2 separate regions of the Mus musculus genome follow, and region 1 is linked to region 2. The links are chromatin contacts, called in public HiChIP or PLAC-seq maps. All regions are on one chromosome and are shown on one strand. The core of a region is the stretch at or near the end of the contact, and the rest is flanking DNA. Distances in the headings are between cores, read along the strand shown.

Evidence for each region. HiChIP or PLAC-seq counts read pairs in DNA pulled down with a chosen protein or histone mark.
Region 1: a contact with region 2 is called in a FOXA1 HiChIP or PLAC-seq map of pancreatic cancer cells. The contact joins two enhancer-like sites. A contact is called at or near these places in 1 of 39 promoter capture datasets (neutrophils), 1 of 115 datasets of contacts at active chromatin or transcription factors (pancreatic cancer cells) and 1 of 9 other capture datasets (liver).

Annotation. Positions count from the first base shown.
Region 1 is chr11:70,200,103-70,203,263 of GRCm38.p6, forward strand. No RefSeq gene overlaps it. Among named protein-coding and RNA genes, the nearest start is that of Slc16a11, 12 kb to the right of the region's middle. Within about 2 kb of position 1,674, at least 32 of the 459 cell types and tissues checked have an H3K27ac peak or open chromatin away from gene starts, as enhancers often do. A contact at or near this core is called in pancreatic cancer cells, where this site is marked.
Region 2 is chr11:69,470,383-69,473,355 of GRCm38.p6, forward strand. It overlaps Dnah2 (dynein, axonemal, heavy chain 2), which reads right to left. Exons shown (of 86, transcript NM_001081330.1): 39 at 2,970-2,973. Among named protein-coding and RNA genes, the nearest start is that of Kdm6b, 56 kb to the left of the region's middle. Within about 2 kb of position 1,304, at least 74 of the 459 cell types and tissues checked have an H3K27ac peak or open chromatin away from gene starts, as enhancers often do. A contact at or near this core is called in pancreatic cancer cells, where this site is marked.

The DNA of each region.
Region 1 (3,161 bases), core at 424-2,923, 730 kb after region 2:
GCCAGGTCATGAAACCTTCAGACCGGCAACTTGTCCAGACTTCACCAGTCCTCACCGGACTTCACCCAGGCATCTGCCTTGATCTTGAAAGCAGGCCCTCAGATGCCTTGGTCCAGAAGAACACCTTGGTAGGAGTGTTGCACAAGGTATGCTTTTGCCTGGAGTGTCCTTATTTCACTCATTGCTGACCTCCTGGACACTCAGGTTTGGTAGCTCCCACAGGGTGTCTAGTGTACATTCCCACAGCCTCAGGGAAACCTGTAATCCAACTCCTTCTCCCTCCCACCCCCCACTTCTGGCTTTTAGGCTCACATGACTCAGTTAAATAGAGATCCTGGCCAGGCCAAGCCATTGCAGCCCAGTGGGGTTATCTAGAGTTTATCTAGATATATCTTCTAAGAGACCATGTAAGTTACACACTGAGGTACCAGTTTGGAACTAGAAAGGTAGATAGACACAGAATACTCAGCAGTAGCATAAAAGATGGGCAGAGTAGAGAGAAAAAGGACAGAGTCACTCTTGACCTCTTGGCTCTATCTGATCAGATCAAACAGGATCAAACAGGAGAATCACCCAAGCCTGGGGCAGAGCAAGGTTGGGGTGGAGAAGACGGGGTGAGAACGGGTGGGGCGGAAATGAGAATGAACTGAAAAGCAGCAAAGGCGCCCAGACTTGATTAGTGAACCTATCTGTAATGTGCCCTGACTTGTGATGGGTCCCTTGCAGGTCTCTGCTCACTGGAGGGCCACTGATAATTCTGGCCTAAGGGTATTAACGTTCTTTACAGATGCTTAGGGACAGTAGTGTCCAGAACAATACTTTTTATAAGTCGCTGGGCCCCAGTTACCAGTACATGATGTACATACGCCATTGTCATGGCTCAGATTCTATTTAGATTGACACAATTTGTATACCGGGACTAAAACAGTTAAATGTCATGAGCTGCCTGGAGTCAGAACCCCGTCCTTTTAGAAAACCCCCACTTTATTATTCATTTCTTTGTATATTATTTTTAAGATATGATCTTGCTATGTAGCCCAGGATGGGCTTGGGAATTCTCTGTCTCATTCTCCCGAGTCCTGGGCTCACAGGCATGCACCTCCTCACAAGGTCTTTTTGACTGGCTTGTTTGGCTGGCTGGTTGGTTGGTCTTTCAAGGCCAGGTCTCTCTGTGTAGCCCTGGCTGTCCTGGAACTTGCTCTAAAGACCAGGCTGGCCTCAAACTCACAGAGATCAGCCTGCCTTTACCTCTGGAATGCTGGAATTAAAAGCATGCACCACCACATTCGGCTTGTTTGCTTGTTTTTAATTCACTTAGTGTTTTCAGATAAAATATCTTGTTGTGTTGCTTCTCATGGCCCTAAACTCTGGACTTAACCGGTTCTCCCACCTTAACTGCCAGAATAGCCGAGGTAACAGGTGTGCACTTCTGGGTGTGGGTTTTCCGTATTATTTTTCTTGGGAGGCTGAACTCGTCCATCTGCAGACGCTGAAAACACTAGGTGTTTGCTTTTCTGGGGCTCGGTCAAGCGAGGAAGAAGAAGGAATGCAGGACCAAGGATGCAGAGGCCACGACCATGACTTTGAATTTGAATTTGGGAGCTCCTGTGTCAAGAAGCAGAGAACATTTCTGAAGAGTGGCAAAGGTTGCCAGACCCGATGCTTGCAGAAGGCTGCCAGCAGCGACACCTAGTGGCCTAGTGGTGGCTTGAGCAACTCACTTAGGCTTGTGGCAATCCTGTCCTGTTACACTCACTTCTGCAGCCTTCTTTGTGAATTTGTGAATTTCACACTGTCATGTAACCAGCCATTTCCCCCCTTAACTGTGCTAGAGTTTAAGAAGACTTATTTACATGTGTGTGTGCGAGTGAGTGCCTGTGTGAGTTTATGGACACGGCACACATGCAGGTGCCTGGGGAGGCCAGAAGAGGGCGTCTGTTCCCCTGGAATTAGAGTTTCAGTTGTGAGCTGCCTGATGTGGGTTCTGGGAACCTGAGCCCTCTGCAAGGACCCTGAGCATCTCTCCATCTCTGCTCGTGGATTTTTAACAGTCTGACACAGAATGTAAACTCTAACACTGACCATGGCCGAAGAACTGAAACCAAAATATTTCAAATAAGTAAAATTGGGGCAGAGACTGCTCTCATGAGGAATTCAGGGCACACACGGCTCCTGCAAACAGAACTCAGCATGGTAACAGGGATGGGGAGTCGGCGGAGCAGGTGACAGAGGGAACGGATGGCGACTGGATTGGAAGAGGCCATGGTGACAGATTTGGAAGAGGAACTGAAAGGGTGTTCATGTGGGGTAGGACTCTCAACATAGGCTTTGATCAATTCAATCAACAACACCCCCCAACTCACACTCACACCCACACACACCTACACACACTCACACCCCCACACACACACGTACACACACGTACACATACACATGCATGCATACACACATTCTCTCTCTGTCTCTTGAGGGGGTTCAGTGTGGCTTTCTTTCTCTCTGTTCTCCTCCTCCTCCTCCTCTTCCTCCTTCTGTTGTTTGTTGTTTGTTTTGAAACAGGGTTTCTCTGTGTAGCCCTGGCTGTCTTGGAACTCACTCTGTAGTCCAGGCTGTCCTCAGACTCACGGAGTTCCACTTGTTTCTGCCTCCCAAGTGCTGGGATTAAAGGCGTGTACTACTATGCACCACTCTCGATGTGGCTTTCTGACCAGCCAGTTCATGAGGTCATCAAGCAGACTTGCTCCCGTGCACAGTGGGCCTCACAACCTTCCAGCATCATTACCTGTCTCAGCAGCGTTCCTCTGGCCCTGAGCCTCAAACCTGGGCCAATATGTCCTTACCTCCTTCTCAGGTCCTGTTCTTTTGTGGGCTGTGCATCTGAACTCTGACCTCCTGTGACCTGGTCACTGGGTGAGCTGTGGAGGTGGGGGAGGGTGGGGTTGGAGGCGCATCTGCTAAGTTTTGGAAGCCCAAGATTAACCAAGCCGATACTGGAAAGACTCTTGCTTTTGAGTTCCTCAAACAGCCATGTTTCTTATGGATGACATGCATCCTTTGCTCTTCCGATCCTAGCCACCTCTGCAGATAGCTCCCCTGATACAAGTGCCCAGGGCAAGGGGGAGCACAAGGCTTCACAGAGGTTGCCCACAGAAGGCCTTATTCAC
Region 2 (2,973 bases), core at 54-2,553:
ATTTCATTAGAATTTCACTTGGATAATTCTGATCATTGTTCAGGGTGGAGTCTTGGTGGCCCAGGCTGACCTGAATGCATAGAGGGGACCGGCTATCCTCCTCACCCCCAGAGTCCCTGTGTCTGCAGAGATGCCCACCACTCCCCAGCAGAGGCCATTGATGGTTTGCTTTGTATTTCCTCTCCTTGGCCTATCTATTTCTCCACCAGGCTCTTTCTTGTTTGTTCGGGTTCTTTTGTTAGGGAACCTAGGCCCTGCAGGTAACCAAGTCCTAAGCAGATAGGTATGCAAGCCAGACAAGGACAAGCCCAGCCCCAGCACACCCCCTACACACACACACACACACACACACACACACACGCACACGCACACGCACACGCACACGCACACGCACGGTGGGGTGCAGGCTGGAGGGAAGGGGGGTCAGTCTCACTGCCATCACCTTTTCTGGGTCACACATTAACTAAGCCCCCACCTCCTATCGAGAGTGACTCCTGCCGTGTGGCGTGAATGGCAATGTGCCCAGTCCCTTACTTCTGTCGCAGACCATAGGTCACACATCATACATTGACTAAGCCTGCTTCCTTGTGATACAAGACCACCCCTCTTCTCAGAAACCCTTACAAAGTAGACTCCTTGCTTCTCCCAGGGCTAATACTTTCCTTCAAACTCTTTACCATACTGTCTGTTGCCCTGCATTTAAAAAAGTCTCTTGTCTCAGGGATTTGGCTCAACATCCCCTCTCCTCCCTTGCCTCCTCCCTCCCACTAGTAACACCTAATGGCCTTCCTACCAGAGCTCTTCTCTCAGGTTGTTCAGCGAGCTTTGGTTTTCCTTACATCATCCATTCATATTCATATTCTCTCTCTCTCTCTCTCTCTCTCTCTCTCTCTCTCTCTGTCGTGTGTGTGTGTGTGTGTGTGTGTGTGTGTGTGTGTGTGTGTGTATTCTAGACCAGGCTACCCTCAAATTCCTTATGTAGCCAAGGTTAGCCCTGAATTCCTGATTCTCCTACCTCTACTCCCATTTTCTGTTTATATGGCTGGGTGTGTGGGGCTCCTGCAGGCGACAGTGCACTTGGGATCTTTATGCCATGTCCCTGTCATTCTTCTTGGGTCAGAAGAATTCCCCGGAGAGAATGAATACTTTCACTTGCCTGTCTGGATGCCTCAATTCTTTAAGCCGAGAGATGAAAGAAAGCATCTAGTCTGCAAACGTTCCCTCAGTACTGGTTAATCTGACTCATTCCTCTCCTGCCTGCTGTTCCTCAGGCTCGACACCTCTACTCAGCAGGGGAGGCTCTGTCACCCGGGGCCATTAAGACACCAGATCTTAGAGATACAGCTCCTTTCTTCTCCTGGGACAGAGTCCTGTTACACAACTCTAGCTGGCTTCAGCGAACAGCTCCTTTTCCCAACCTCCATCCGCAGCGGTCAGGCTGGTGCTGCCTTCAGGGCTCTTCTGGACTGAGCTCCTCCAGAAGCCATTCTTCCCTTTGCTCCCACCAGTCGCCTGGGGGCACTGACAACGGACACCCCCTTCTCCTGCCCTGCAGGTGAAGCTTGAGACTTTACACCATAGAGTGAATGCTGACTGTGGACAGCGTGAGGCTGAGCTGAAGAGACTGCAGGAATCCTTTGACCCCCTCCCTGCCACCACCAGGGCTTGGACAAGCACAGATCTTCCTAGGTTGTAAGTTGTCCTTCCCATCAGTTGATGGGGAGGGTGAGTCCCTGTAGCCTGACTTCTATAACAGTGGGCTTTACGTTGTTCCACCTTCAGGCTTGGGCTGCTTGCCTTCCAACTCCTGGTGCCTTAGACTGACAAAATTCCACGGCAGGAAAACAGCATTGGAACCTACTTGCCTCACAAAGTCCCTTCACTCACTGTCACCACACCAAGGCCCCTAGAATTCTTGCCATCTAAGCAATGTAATAAAAAAGGACATATTTCTTTGAATTTTTTAATCCAGCATTTAGCAGTTTCAACTGAAAGGACAGCTCAGAGTGTGTGGACGAACACGAGGAGGGGACGCCTCTGCCCCTCCTCTGTTCCTCTGCTCTCACACACCACAGAGCTCCCAGAGACTCTCTTCAAAGTTCCCACCATGAGGACAGGAGGCGAGGTGGGCGAGGGCTAGTGGATCCAGTCAGGGTAGCTGGGCTTTCAGTGATTTCAAGGATCTGCTGAGTTGAAGTTACCTGAGCCCGACATGGTGACCCATGGTGAGGCAGTAGGCCAATCAACCCCTGTTAGCAGGAGGCCAGCCTGGTCTATATAGGGAGTTCCGGGTGGGTCAGCCAGGGTTACATAGTAACACCCCACCTCTAAATTAATTAATTAAGTAGGAAAGTAAGTAAGTAAGTAAGTGTCGGTGAGCCAGGACTCCAGAAGGAGATGAGTCAGAGAGGAAGCTGTTTGTGTGGGTCCTAGGTGGAGCCAACTGTGTCATTCAAAGTCACACCTAATGAGTGACAGAAGTTCAGGACAGTCACACTTCCTGTTCTCAGATGCACAGTTACTCATGAAATCAGGGAGCCTGATAAAGAGTAAATACTGAGCCAGCAAGAGGGAGCAGCGAGTAAAGGCACCTGCAGCCATTCCTGACGATCCAACTCTGATCCCGGGGACCCAGCTGGTGGGAGGAGAGAACCGGTTCCTGTAAACTGTCCTCTGACCTCCACATAGACACACACAACTCAAAATAACGTTCTTTTTCAAAGGAGGTGGGGCTGGGCTGGAGAGATGGCTCAGCGGTTAAGAGCACTGGCTGCTCTTCCAGAGGTCCTGAGTTCAATTCCTAGCAACCACATGGTGGTTCACAACCATCTGTAATGGGAACTGATGCCCTCTTCTGGTGTGTCTGAAAATCCTGCGACAGTGTACTCACATACATTAAATTAATAATAATAATAATAATAATAATAAATCTTAAAATAAATAAGTAAAAGAGATGGGGGAGCAAGCACCTTG